2 separate regions of the Mus musculus genome follow, and region 2 is linked to region 1. A link is a contact called in public Hi-C data. All regions are on one chromosome and are shown on one strand. The core of a region is the stretch at or near the end of the contact, and the rest is flanking DNA. Distances in the headings are between cores, read along the strand shown. Region 1 has its middle 94 kb from the start of Gm24456. Region 2 has its middle 52 kb from the start of Tram1l1.

Region 1 (6,119 bases), core at 76-2,575:
TACAGCTTTTGTTACTGTTCATGCTAGTCTTTATTAAACAAAACATTTCCTTATTGTTCTGTTTTTCCTTATTTGTTTGTTTTAATACCACTCTTGGTGTCTTTAAGGAGCCCTTTAAATCTGACCTTGCCTTACAAACAAATGCCGCTTTGCTGAAGCGCCATGCTCCTCCAGGCCCAGCACAGTAAAGATGCTTCACCATTGGCTCTGTTTCTTATAATGGCCTGACTACACTGCAAAGAGGAGTGTGACAACCTGCTAGGTCCAGACTCATACTTTGATTTTTTTGTAACTATTCTAGGATGTCTGATATTAATATGTATCTAATTTCTAAAGTCTCCCAGTGTTGGCAGGAGAGTCAGAGATGTGTTTCCATGAATTCTTTCAGAAATATTTGTGCCTTTTCCTGGGGTCTAACATAAATATAAATCTGGTTTTAATATGGACTCTTAAAGATGTTACCCATAGAGAAGAAAAGCAGACAAGTAGATGAAGATGGTGATGCTATGTTTGTTTGAGATCAGTACTTCAAATTTCAAAATAAATGAGAGCAAAATAAAAGCTATTGAATTTGGAAGCAATAGTATACCAGAAGTCATGAAAAGATGTCTAACATACCCATTTGCTTACAGCATCCAGGAATCAGTTATTAATAAACCAATACATTTATTGATCATTTGATACTTCTTGGGCATTGAGATGTAAGGTCTCACATTAGATTCCAAGTGGCTGAGAAGGCCATCCATTTTGATTTTAAGTGTTGAAATACTCAGGTCATTGAAACAGCTCAGTGTTTGAAGTCAACCATCCTCCGGGCATGGTAGTCTCTACCTCTCAGTTCAGTGCTCAGGGTATAGAAGCAGCGAAATCATGAGTTCAAAATCAGCCTGGCAGTGTATGCTCAAAGCAAATTAAAAATTAAAAGGAAGAAAGTATATTATACGCACATACTCATTCATATATTACTCATCAAATAATTTTGGAGGTGTTGCATGATTTGTGATTTGCCAGGTAATTACCAGGATACTAGTAATGCAAGATCAACAAAGCACTAAGCAGGACTTCTTGGGGTACACACAACCTTGTACTAGGAGATGTGCTCTCGGTACACAGTAAAATAAAAAGAAACCCTGAATTCTGCCCATTCAGAAGCTAAATTCCGAAAGTGGTATGAAAGATGAGATACTTCTCTTGGTAAAGGAATGAAAGACAGTGGAGGCACAACAAGGCAGAAAAGTTCTTCTGAGGAAACGCTTGGTAAACGGGAGCACGGCCTGAACAGCAGCAGATGGCATGACATCAGACTGTGCACGGCCTTAAATGCCACACACGGCTTCTACTCTCTCCACAGATTCTTAGCAAGGGGGTAGCATGGTCAGAGTTGTATGTAAGACACGCTAAAGGACAGAGCAGCGCTTACACATTTCGATCAGCAGAGTGCAAAGGACAGTAGATAGCATTAGAAGATGGTAGAGAAGATAAAGGGACAATTCTTTTCAGTGTGTCCAGCTTGAGTGACTGTTTCTCAGCACTCAACATGGGAACAAACTGTCTGATCCCACCTGCTACTTACAAAGGATAAACAAACAAACAAATAAACAAACAAAAAACCTTTATCCTCAAGTTTAAGGGAATTAAAAGGTAACATTGGACGTCCCCTGTCCCCAGCTGACTTGGCTTCTGATGAGAGTAGCAGGTGGTGGCACAGCATGGCAGGTGAGTGTGTGGAAAGAAATGGTCACATCTCAAATAGGAGCAGAGAGGGCACATCCCTGAGCCTAGGGCCTTGCCTTAGATCCCATTTTGTAAAGGTCCATGTCCAACTGTTTATGTAAATATTGCAGTATACTCCTATTTTATATGTCTGTGTATCTTGAGTGACATAGAGATTTCTTGGGCACAAAGAAGGAGCATTTGGAAAATGCAAAAATGATAAGTGCTTCCTTGACTAAAATGGCATAGCATTTGCATATAGGCTGTGTACACACTCTTGTGCACCTTAAGTAGATGCTTGCTATGTTTAATTTCCCTGAGAATAACGAAGTTTTCTCATTTCCAGCACATACACATTCTCTCTCCCCACCCTGAACCCCAACATAAGTTGTGTGTGTGTGTGTGTGTGTGTGTGTGTGTGTGTGTGTACACATTATGTGTGAGATGGAGTCAGAGGACAATATTGGGCATTGTTTTTCAGATGACACGGGTGGTTTTGGGTTTATGGTTTTGTTTTGGTTGGTTGGTTGGTTGGTTGGTTGGTTGGTTGGTTGGTTGGTTGGAAGGCTGGTTGGTTGGTTTGGTTGTGGGTTTTTTGTTTGTTTGTTTGTTTGATTGATTATTTTATAAGCACACCACTGTACTCCCTAGCTTTAAAAATATTTTGATTGTATTTTATTGGGCAAGGGGCCCATATGTGTATGTGCATTGGGTCCCAAGACTCAAACTCAGATATCCAGGATTGGGAATCACTGGTCTTCATCTTTGAAATGCAAGCACGTTCCTGACAGAGTTATCCCTCTGGTACATTCCCCCAAAATAGCTGCAATTTTTTTCAATTTGAGAATATGAAAATTGCTTATATGAAGGTATTAGTGTGCTGTGCATTTAGTAAAAGAAAATAACAGCATTAGATGGACATATAAATTTTATTTGGCTGAGTTAGCTTAAAATTATCATGTGTTTATTAATACATTTCATTATGCCATATAAAAATGGAGCAAATTAATCTTAAATGATGCCTAGGATCCAGAGGTTGATTAGGTTTACTTTTATTTTTCAATACACACATCTCCAAGGTTAGTGTGTAGAAGATTCAGGCTTATAAAAATCAAATACACATTAAATATATTGTAGGACACACCACGATGCATTCTCTGTCCTTGTAAATGGACATAAAAACTGTCCAGTTGCTCCTGTAGGTTGGATTTTGTTTGTCCCCTAAAGGACCTTATGTAAAGAGTCTGTTCCTAGACCAGCAGGATTTGGAGACATTTACTAAAGAAATAAACATTTACTGATAATGGAAAACAAATTTATTTAAAATCAGTTTTGGTATACATAAGGTTTTAGAGCATTTATTAAAGATGAAAGCCAATTTGCATACTAATGAGATGGATAAGCATTTTTTTTTACATGAAGAATTAAATCTTAGCTGAGTATTTGACACATGGGACATAGAGCATAGTCAACATTTTCCAAATTATTTGCTGTCTGATTTTATATCTGTCAATATTGAGAATACTGTTTTACATAAATACACAGTCTAAAATGGCACATGTGTCTGTGGGGTCATTTCGGGAATTGTTGGAGATTTTGTTTTAATGTCAAGCCAAAACTCATTTAATGATTTATTTTATGAAACTAAGTCAGTAACTCATACACAATTTTGAAACTCAAACATTCTAATATAATACAATGCAAAGATACATTAGCTTAGTACTTGCATGCTAAAGACCTAGAGTAGGAGAACGTGAAAATGTCTAAAAAGAGCAGAACACATTGGATGTCGAGTTAAAAATTCACACGTATACTAGTGTAGAAACAGAACCTCACTTCAGCCTCATTCTCCAGACACTCTGGAGCACAGGGTTTTAGGTGCTGAGACCAGTCCTCAGTACTTTTGTGTTATTAAGTCAGTGTTGCTACTGTTTTAAAAAGTAAAATAAAATAAAATAAAATAAAATAAAATAAAATAAAATACCATGTAGGAGAAGTGGCTGCAGTTTTTGGTATATTACCTCTCACTGGCCAAAAAAAGAAAAAAAGAAAAAGAAAAGTACCCTGGAAAGAATAGTCTGCATTAGTCTGCATGTGTGCATTCTCCCTAGGGTTCAGACGAGAAACTGAGACCATAGAGCTATTTCAGAGACATTCAAACCCATCCATTTTGCAAACCAAACCTGGCACAAGGTCATTGAATAGTAAGTAAACTCCCTGGTGATGGTTACAAAGCATTAGGAAGATAACGGAAATACTGACCTCCGTGGGCACGCCATTCAAACTCGTTCTGAAAAGAAGCATCACTTGATCCAAAGCTCCCTGAAGTTAGCATGGAGATAATGCGATAGGGAATGGTGGCCCCCAGACTCTAGGACAACCCAAGGGTCTCCTTGCCCCTTTGTTGAGCTCTGTGAAGTCCCTATGACTTGCTTCTAACAAACATCCCCACTATATTTTGATGTACAGATTCCATCCAAAGCAATGGGTCAGAAGTACTACCCTATACTACCATGAAGCCAGCATGCCTATATAGACTATCAGCTAAGTGTGCAATATGGGAAATAGCCATGAGTTACATCTGAGATGTGAAGGAAACTTTCCAATCAACAGCCAGCTAAACTGGGGTTCTCATGTAGAAAGGAATTCTGCTAACAACCCAAGCTCCTAAAAGCTTAGAAGTTTCTAACCACCTATTATCAAGATAACCAATTAACTAAAAACAGATGGGAAGTTCTCAATCACCTAGCATGAGGGAAAAATTAAAAATCAAAATTCCATGTCATCAAATAGGTTAAATTTAATCAACTATACCTATGGTGGTGGTACATTCCTGTTATCTCGATACTGGAGACAGAGAAGTTATGGATCCATTCAAGTAGAGTGTCAGGTACATAGCAAGTTTAAGTCTGCCTGGGATACCTTATTTCAAACCCACCATCACTCTCCAACAGAGAATGAAAATGAGATTTTTAAGATTTTAAAGCAATGCCACTTAAGAAAAATTAACAGCAAGTTAAAAGCATATCAAAAATGTGTACACATGTGCATTTGCACATGCACTCTACATCAATAAGAAGGAGATGCTAAAGAGAAACACAGGACACTACTGTCAGAGAACAACTAACTAGGCAAAAGACACACTCTACCCTATAAGCAAGTATCATCTCTGGCATAACAACTAGTGACAACACTTCAATGAATATTCGTCACCGTTAATCACAAGGTGAGCACACAGGCACTGGCTCACTGGCCATAGAAATTGATTCCACTTCTGAAGAACGGTGTTAGCTATATATTTGAATACTATTAACATAACAAGTAAAATTCTAAGTTAATAGGAATATAATCAAATTGACACCTTAAAATGCATATAATAAATAATATCCACTGCTGATACTGACACGTAAGCAATTATAAATACAAGTCAGGAAATAGTATTTATCTTTTTAGCTGTAGATACAAACTATTTTTTATGGAAATACATATTTTTGCACAAAGACTGCAAGAGAGATGAAACAAGATACTGGAAACATTTAACTATATTAATAAAATTGGCTCAAAATAATTTATTAAAAATATTCTTTTTAAGCTCAATACCCAAGGTATATATGTAGATCATTTGAATATGGATAGCAAGCTAATAAATGACTAGAATGAGTTACATGGAAAATAAATTTTCAATAACTTTACTGAATAGGAAGGAACATGATTGGAAAAAATAAGATACATTAGGGGCCAAGCACATAACTCAACAAGTGAAATGTCTTTATCACAGCTTAAAGGCTCGAATTCAACCCCAGAAACAACATGAAGATGTATAAGCAGTATCATCTATCTGCAATCCTAGCATTCTATGACAAAACAGGAAGCAGAGACAAAAGCATTGCTGGAAGTTCATAAATAACTAGCCTTAAGTTTTTGCCTTGAGTTTGACCCTGACTTCCATACTTCCATGATTATCTGTGACTGGAATGGTAAACTGAAATAAGCCTCTTCCTTCCCAATTGCTTTTGCTCATGGGGTTCCAACAGAAGCAAACTATGGCAGCTAGCAACGCATCAGCATATCAGACGCCATCTGCTTGAGGTTATAGATATGATGTTTATACAGGAGTTTGATGGAGATATCATTTAAACTCAGGTGAATGAGGCATCAGGTTAATTGTGCGTTTGTTGTTGTTCTTGTTGTTCCTGCTGCTGTTGTTTTTCTGAGGGTCACCAGAGTTCCTGATTCTGTAACTCAAATGAAAGTCACGCATTTAAATATTCATTCTCCTAGGATAATCCTAGAGCCAATCATTCAGTTAGAAAACAGTAGGGAAAGCAAAGGGTTGCAGGGGCAGTGCAGTTTCAACTCAGTGGGTGGCTCCTCCAGCAAAAAGAGGAAGGAGGAGCTGGAGGAGG
Region 2 (6,271 bases), core at 3,697-6,196, 430 kb before region 1:
TGCTGATTTCTGTAGTGAGCATTACTTGTGCTAAGGTTAACTTGATCCAGGCAGTAAAACATCAGGAACTTTGGGATCCCTTTGGATTCTTTTTCTCTTTCCTACCAGTTCAGTCTCATGGAGCAAAGATTCTGGCACTCGTTCTTGACAGGTCCCATAGGGATCCTAGGAAAGTCAATGCCACTCTACTCGCAGAAGTGTTTCCATATACTGGGATTAAGGAAAGCCCAGTTAATATAATTGTTAGATGTATTTTATTTTATTTCAGAAACTAGCTTACTAAGCCAGTGATTCATGAAATATGCAAAATGTTGATGGCATTCTGCACATTATAGGTTGTGCATAATGATTTCTTTGATAATAGTTTTTCTTATCTTTTGAAGAAAACATATAATGCCCTTGTATTTTTTTTTTTTACTTTACCGGTGATTTAAAATAGCAATCCTGAATCATTCATTAGTTTCATAAGACATAATGCAGAAACAGTTATCTGTGTCCTGCAGGCAACAAGGAGCGCAGAATAATCAAGCAGGTTAGAGACACGTGATCCTGCCTAATTTTACCACTAATCCCTTTTCATAACCTCCAGAATAATTTCCCTTCATTCCTGGCTTTAATTGCTCACAGACCCTATTCTTCTCAGCCTCAAAAGACATGCAAGGCAGTTTTGAGAGCATGAAACTCCAATTTCTCATTTCCTCTTATATACATTAAAATTCGTTTCCCTGTAATATTGCAACAAGGGATAAGAAGTAAAGGATAGATTATACACTAAACACATTCTCAGAAAATGAATTATTATCTAAAAATAAAATTTGTAAGCACAGTTGTACACATCTTGCCTTCGCTGGTGACATAATAATGACCTTGAAAACAGATCTACAAGGACAAGCCAAAACTGAAGTTAAAAAAAAAATGAGGTTACCGAGGCTATTATGTTGTAATACATCCATTTTAAAAATAAATTGAAGTTCCAAAATTGAAAACGAGCATTTGACAGCTTTCCTCTCCATATGAATATATAAACTAGGTGCATTTAACTTATCAGGGCTGACACAAAGGAGCTAGATGTCACCTTAGATATGTCCACTTTGTTTTAAATTTCTGTAATGAAAATTTGTCATTAAAACCTCCATTTCACTAATGGCATTGTGTCATTTGTCCATAAGCAAAGTATTTTTAGACATTGCAAATGGCTTCCTTATGGCCTGTTCCATTCTAACGCCTTCACGGTGAGTAGGTTTTAATTCGTGTCATCTGGAAGAAACTCCATGTGGCCATGTGCCACCTCTTTGATTCTTCCCATCCCCGTTTTCCCTGAGCCACTGCTCTCTACATCAAAACCCGACTTAGATACTAAGTGTGAGCAGAAGAGGTATTCACCCAGACTGCTCTTTCTCCTGTGAAAACTGTCTCATCTTAACATCTTTTCATTAACTTTAAGACCATGGTATCCTTGAGGAGTCAGAGGGTGAGCCACCTCTCATTGGACACAGCTCTTTCTGCATCAGGCATCCACTCACCAAATATACAGACCAGCACACATTCTGATGATATTTGCTCAAATGTAAATTTAAATAATTGAAGATACATTTTATAAATTAAATGGCTCTGGTCAACACATCCTTTAAAATAATGCCGCTTTTATTAAACAATTCAAGTACAAATCCATCTTTAATATTTTATCAATAAACATTTAGTTTTCACAGTATATATATATATATATATATATATATATATATATATATATATATATATGCATATATACATACTTCTGTGTGTGTGTGTGTGTGTGTGTTACGGTAAAATAAAAATAAAATAGGACAAAATCATACAAGAGGCAGTGTAGACTGACTTTAGTTACGTAATGACCAAACACTGAACATCCATCCTGGCTCTCTCAGTGGTCAGTGGTTAAAAGCATTTATTTTTGCTGAAGATCTAGGTTTGTATCTCAGCTCTCACCTAGTTTCAGTTCCAGGGAATCTGAAGCCTTCCTCCGACCACCATGGGCACCAGGCACATATGTGCTACACAAACACACATTCAACCAAGAGACTCATATACATAAGATAAAATAAATAAACTTACAAGAATTAAAAATCTAAATAGACTTGTAATTGTAAACTATTTCTTTGTAATAATATCACAAACTATGAATATTTTGATTATAATATAAACCCATAAGCCATTTTGAATACACAGAACAACAAATCACGCTTATGAGTTTTAAATAATATTTAGGATATGAACATTGTATTTTAAATTTATGTATAATCTCTATATTTTCTATTTTCCCATGAACGATGAAAAGTATATGTGAATATGTGTATATTTTCCCTTTTCTTACTCAAGAACGTAGTACTTGCTACACTCTTGTTTTCTGATCTGAGACTCTAATTTTTATTTTTATGTAAGGTCTTGTCATGAAGCCAATATGTTACTTAAATTCACAACAGTTTTCTTGCCCCTCAGCTTCCCAAGAGCTCAGCTTGCAGCTATGAACTTCCACACTGGCTGACATTGTCCGCTCTACAGTATATTCTCAGCTTCCTCATCAAATGGCCTTTGCTCACAGTCAACACGGATGCTCAAACTCGCGCTCAGATATCTGAGCTCTCCTGCTAACATCCTGTAAATCAGATATCTGAGGTCTCCTGCTAAGGTCCTGTAAGCCAACATGAAATGCTACTCTCGACATCATGTGTCTTTTTCTAGAACATAAATCACTTATCAATGAAAGGCTCACCATCACTCCACTGTCAAAAGTTTCACACCCCAGCCTCTCAGATTGTTAATGCTTTTTAAATCAATTTCAAAAATACACAAACAAATATAAATAATTCTTCCCTTTTATAAATGCATCTTCTGATTTCATTTTTAATGGTTCATTTAATTTAGAGAATCAGTTGTAGGAAATATGATGATTATGGCACTAGTCCAAAATGGTAAATATATGTTTCCTAAAATGTATTTGAAAAGCAGTAAGAAAGAACACATATTGGTGAATACTTAAAAGACATAAAGATAATTTATATGCATTTACTTTTTGATGCTTTTATCATGGAGAAATATAAATATCTCCTTTTCCTCAGATTTTAAAAAGTATTTCTTTCATTTGAAATGATAATTATACCATTTTCCCCTCTTCTTCCTCCTTCTAAACACTCCCATATATCCCTTCTTGCTCTCTTCCAAATTCATGGCCTCTACTTACCATCATTTGTTTTTACACACATATATTTAAATGCATGTATATGTATATTAATAAATATAAATATACCTTACTCAGTATATATATTATTACTTGTATCTATGTTTGGGGGATGACAATTTTAATGATTATGATAAATTAATATGACTAATCTTGGAGAATGTACAATTTTATTACGGAATTGTTTCTGTGTTAAACCAATTTTACACCTTACTCTACGATGTAAAGCCTGGCATTGGTATTGTAAAAATTGCATATGTTTCTAAGAAACTAATATATTTTTTTAATTTAAATAATTTTTGATTCATGCTGGACAGTGGTGGTGCACACCTTTAATCCCAGCACTTGGGAGGCAGAGGCAGGTGGATTTCTGAGTTCCAGGCCAACCTGGTCTACAGAGGGAGTTCCAGGACAGCCAAAGGCTACACAGAAACCCTGTCTTGAGAAAAAAAAAGTAATAATCTTTGACTCCTGTGTAAGTATGCATTTTTATAACGTAGATTCAATATACTATACCTAAAGCTAAAAAGAGACTTAGCTCTTTTAGTAAGCGTAAACAGACTATCCTAAAATGAGATCGTTAATGCCTGTGAGTTCCAGAGGCATTTGGGATGTGCCTTTGGGATGTGCTGATCTGATTCTTCTCTTTTAAAGGAAATACTTCCGATTTAGAAGTGACTTTTATTATCGCTGGGTCCTAGTTGTCGGATTGAATTGCATTGAATTTACAGTCAGTATGCATTAATTTACATCAGATGTTCTATAATAAATATTTATAAATCTCCCTTTTCAGCATTTATTCAACCTTCTCAGTGTGCTTGTGTTGGAAATGGGAGAAACAACGGCTCTTTCATTTTCTCAGAGGAGCATTTGAGCAGTAAGTTTAAAGTTTATTGACACTTTACACAAAATAATAACACATATGCTCTTATTCATTTCTTAATTATTGGACTATCAGCCATACTGATGCTGTCAGCCACACTTCAGCAAACTTAATGTCAATCACAACCTGCTTCCAAGGCTCCAGGGTAGATTTCTCCTCAAACTGATAATTAGTAGACATGCAAAGAGTATGGATCTGAGTTTCCAGGAGAGGACACAGTAAGTATATTAGGACAAAACCAAGTGAGTAGATTATAATAAAAAAAATAACCAGCTGGAATAAAGACTAGAGCTAAAAGAAAGCAATCATTTAAAAATTTCTTTCAAAGTAAATAGTTCATTAATTTAATTGTCACTATATGAAAATATATTTCTTCAATATGACAAAAATGTACAATGCATAGAACAATATTGTTTTGTCACCAAACTGTGGTCTATTCAATTCTAATTTCTATTAATCCATACTTAATTACTTAGATTTCAAAATTTGCCAATTAAAGAGCCTACTCAAAGTGCTTTTAGTGCCTGATTTTTACTCCCTTTCAAATTCTTAAGACAGCTTCACCAAGAGAAGTAAACTGTACCTTCATGTTTTAATGTAAATTCAGTGTCACAAAAAAAAAAAAAAAACCCTCACGTTCTGACCCTACAATTTAGTCAATTAGAGTGTGCTTAGAAATTGCTAGATGTTAGGCGGCTTACAAAAGCAGTAGATACAAGAACATTTACTGTTCGGTAGAAATCAAGCGTGTATTCACTAATCCAAACTGACAGTTCCAGTAATCACATAGCAGCTCTTCACTGTTTCAGCAAATGCTCCTGAACTGACAAAGGGAATGATCTGAGGTGTGACCTGAAGCTTGTGGCTGGCCACAGACATTGCGGGAGAAGCCAAGAAGGTCATGTTAGCTGCAGTGACTTAAGACTTTGCCTACCAGGGTCTCCACAGGGTAAGAATCTGTCTCCAACAAGGCAGCCCCTATTTCAGGCACTGACTATAAACTCAGATGCCTGCAGAACATCTGTACCTCAGACGACTCTGTTACAAATGTGCAGCTCTCTGTGCAAAACTCAAGTTATCATGATTCACTAAAATGACCCTCTGGACTCAGAAAGTGCTATATTAGTGGTTACAGTCTGGTTCTATCCAAATACAATATAAAACCAGCAAAGGCAAAAGAAGGAGTGCAGTGAGGCCTCAGAGGGATCAGAATCAGTTTATTCTCTCTCTACCTCCGGAGTCCCGTAGCTCCTCAGCACACTGATGCTGGCATGGAGTCTTCGGAAGCAGAAAGGATCCAAGGCTTTTACTTTTTCCCACATTTGTAGTCTACCTGAAGGTCAAACTTACAGCATATGGTTAAGGTACCAAACTTGTAATTACACACTCATAGTCAACATCATACTTGTATAAATTCTCTTGATACCCATAGAGAGATCTCTTGTGCACTGTGTGAAAGTATCACCTGTCAGTAAAAAGCTGATGGCCTATTAGAAAAGACAGGAAATAGAAGTTGAGAGTTGCAGTAGAGAGATTGGAACTCTGGGAGTGAGTTAGGCATGGGGGATTTACCATTAGGACTCTGAAGAAAGGATATATGAACTGCGGAGAGGTAACCAGCCATGTGGCAGACACAGAAATGTATAAGTGGGATAGTAAGATAAGAGCTAGTCAGGAAAAAAGCCCAAGTGTATGGCCTAGGCACTTATTCATAAATATTGTCTCAGAGCCATTATTCTGGGTCTCAGTTGGAAAGTTTGAGGTTACATGTAACTGTCATTAGTTCTCTTTTAGTATAAGTTCAAGGTTGGTCCTAGAAATGTACTCTGACTGGTAGACACACTTAATTGTGTCAGTCCTAGAAGAGTGGGGATTTTCTCATCATAGAATTGGATAATAGAAGGAGTATATCTATTTTTTACAATTGATACATATTCAAATATATTAATATACAACTGTGTATATATATGTATAAGTGTGTATGTGTGTATGGGAGGAGACAGGGGGTAGGGAAAGGGAAAGAGGGCTGTGGTTTTGCTTCTCTCAACATGACCTACAGGAATTAAATGTTACTTTAATCATTTTGCTTTTATTCTGAAGGAAAAGACTCTTCTATATATATATATATATATATATTTTTAAAAATAGTTTGAAATTTTTACACATGCTTGTAA

The links. Hi-C and Micro-C count contacts between places; a contact is called where the count stands out from the background.
Region 2: a Hi-C map of cerebellar granule neurons shows a contact between it and region 1, with 2.2 times the contacts expected there. The contact joins two enhancer-like sites. A contact is called at or near these places in 1 of 15 datasets of contacts at CTCF or cohesin (the NIH/3T3 cell line) and 1 of 484 Hi-C or Micro-C datasets (cerebellar granule neurons).

What each region holds. Positions count from the first base shown.
Region 1 is chr3:123,834,182-123,840,300 of GRCm38.p6, reverse strand. No RefSeq gene overlaps it. Among named protein-coding and RNA genes, the nearest start is that of Gm24456, 94 kb to the right of the region's middle. Within about 2 kb of position 1,325, at least 2 of the 459 cell types and tissues checked have an H3K27ac peak or open chromatin away from gene starts, as enhancers often do. A contact at or near this core is called in cerebellar granule neurons, where this site is marked.
Region 2 is chr3:124,265,711-124,271,981 of GRCm38.p6, reverse strand. No RefSeq gene overlaps it. Among named protein-coding and RNA genes, the nearest start is that of Tram1l1, 52 kb to the left of the region's middle. Within about 2 kb of position 4,946, at least 3 of the 459 cell types and tissues checked have an H3K27ac peak or open chromatin away from gene starts, as enhancers often do. A contact at or near this core is called in cerebellar granule neurons, where this site is marked.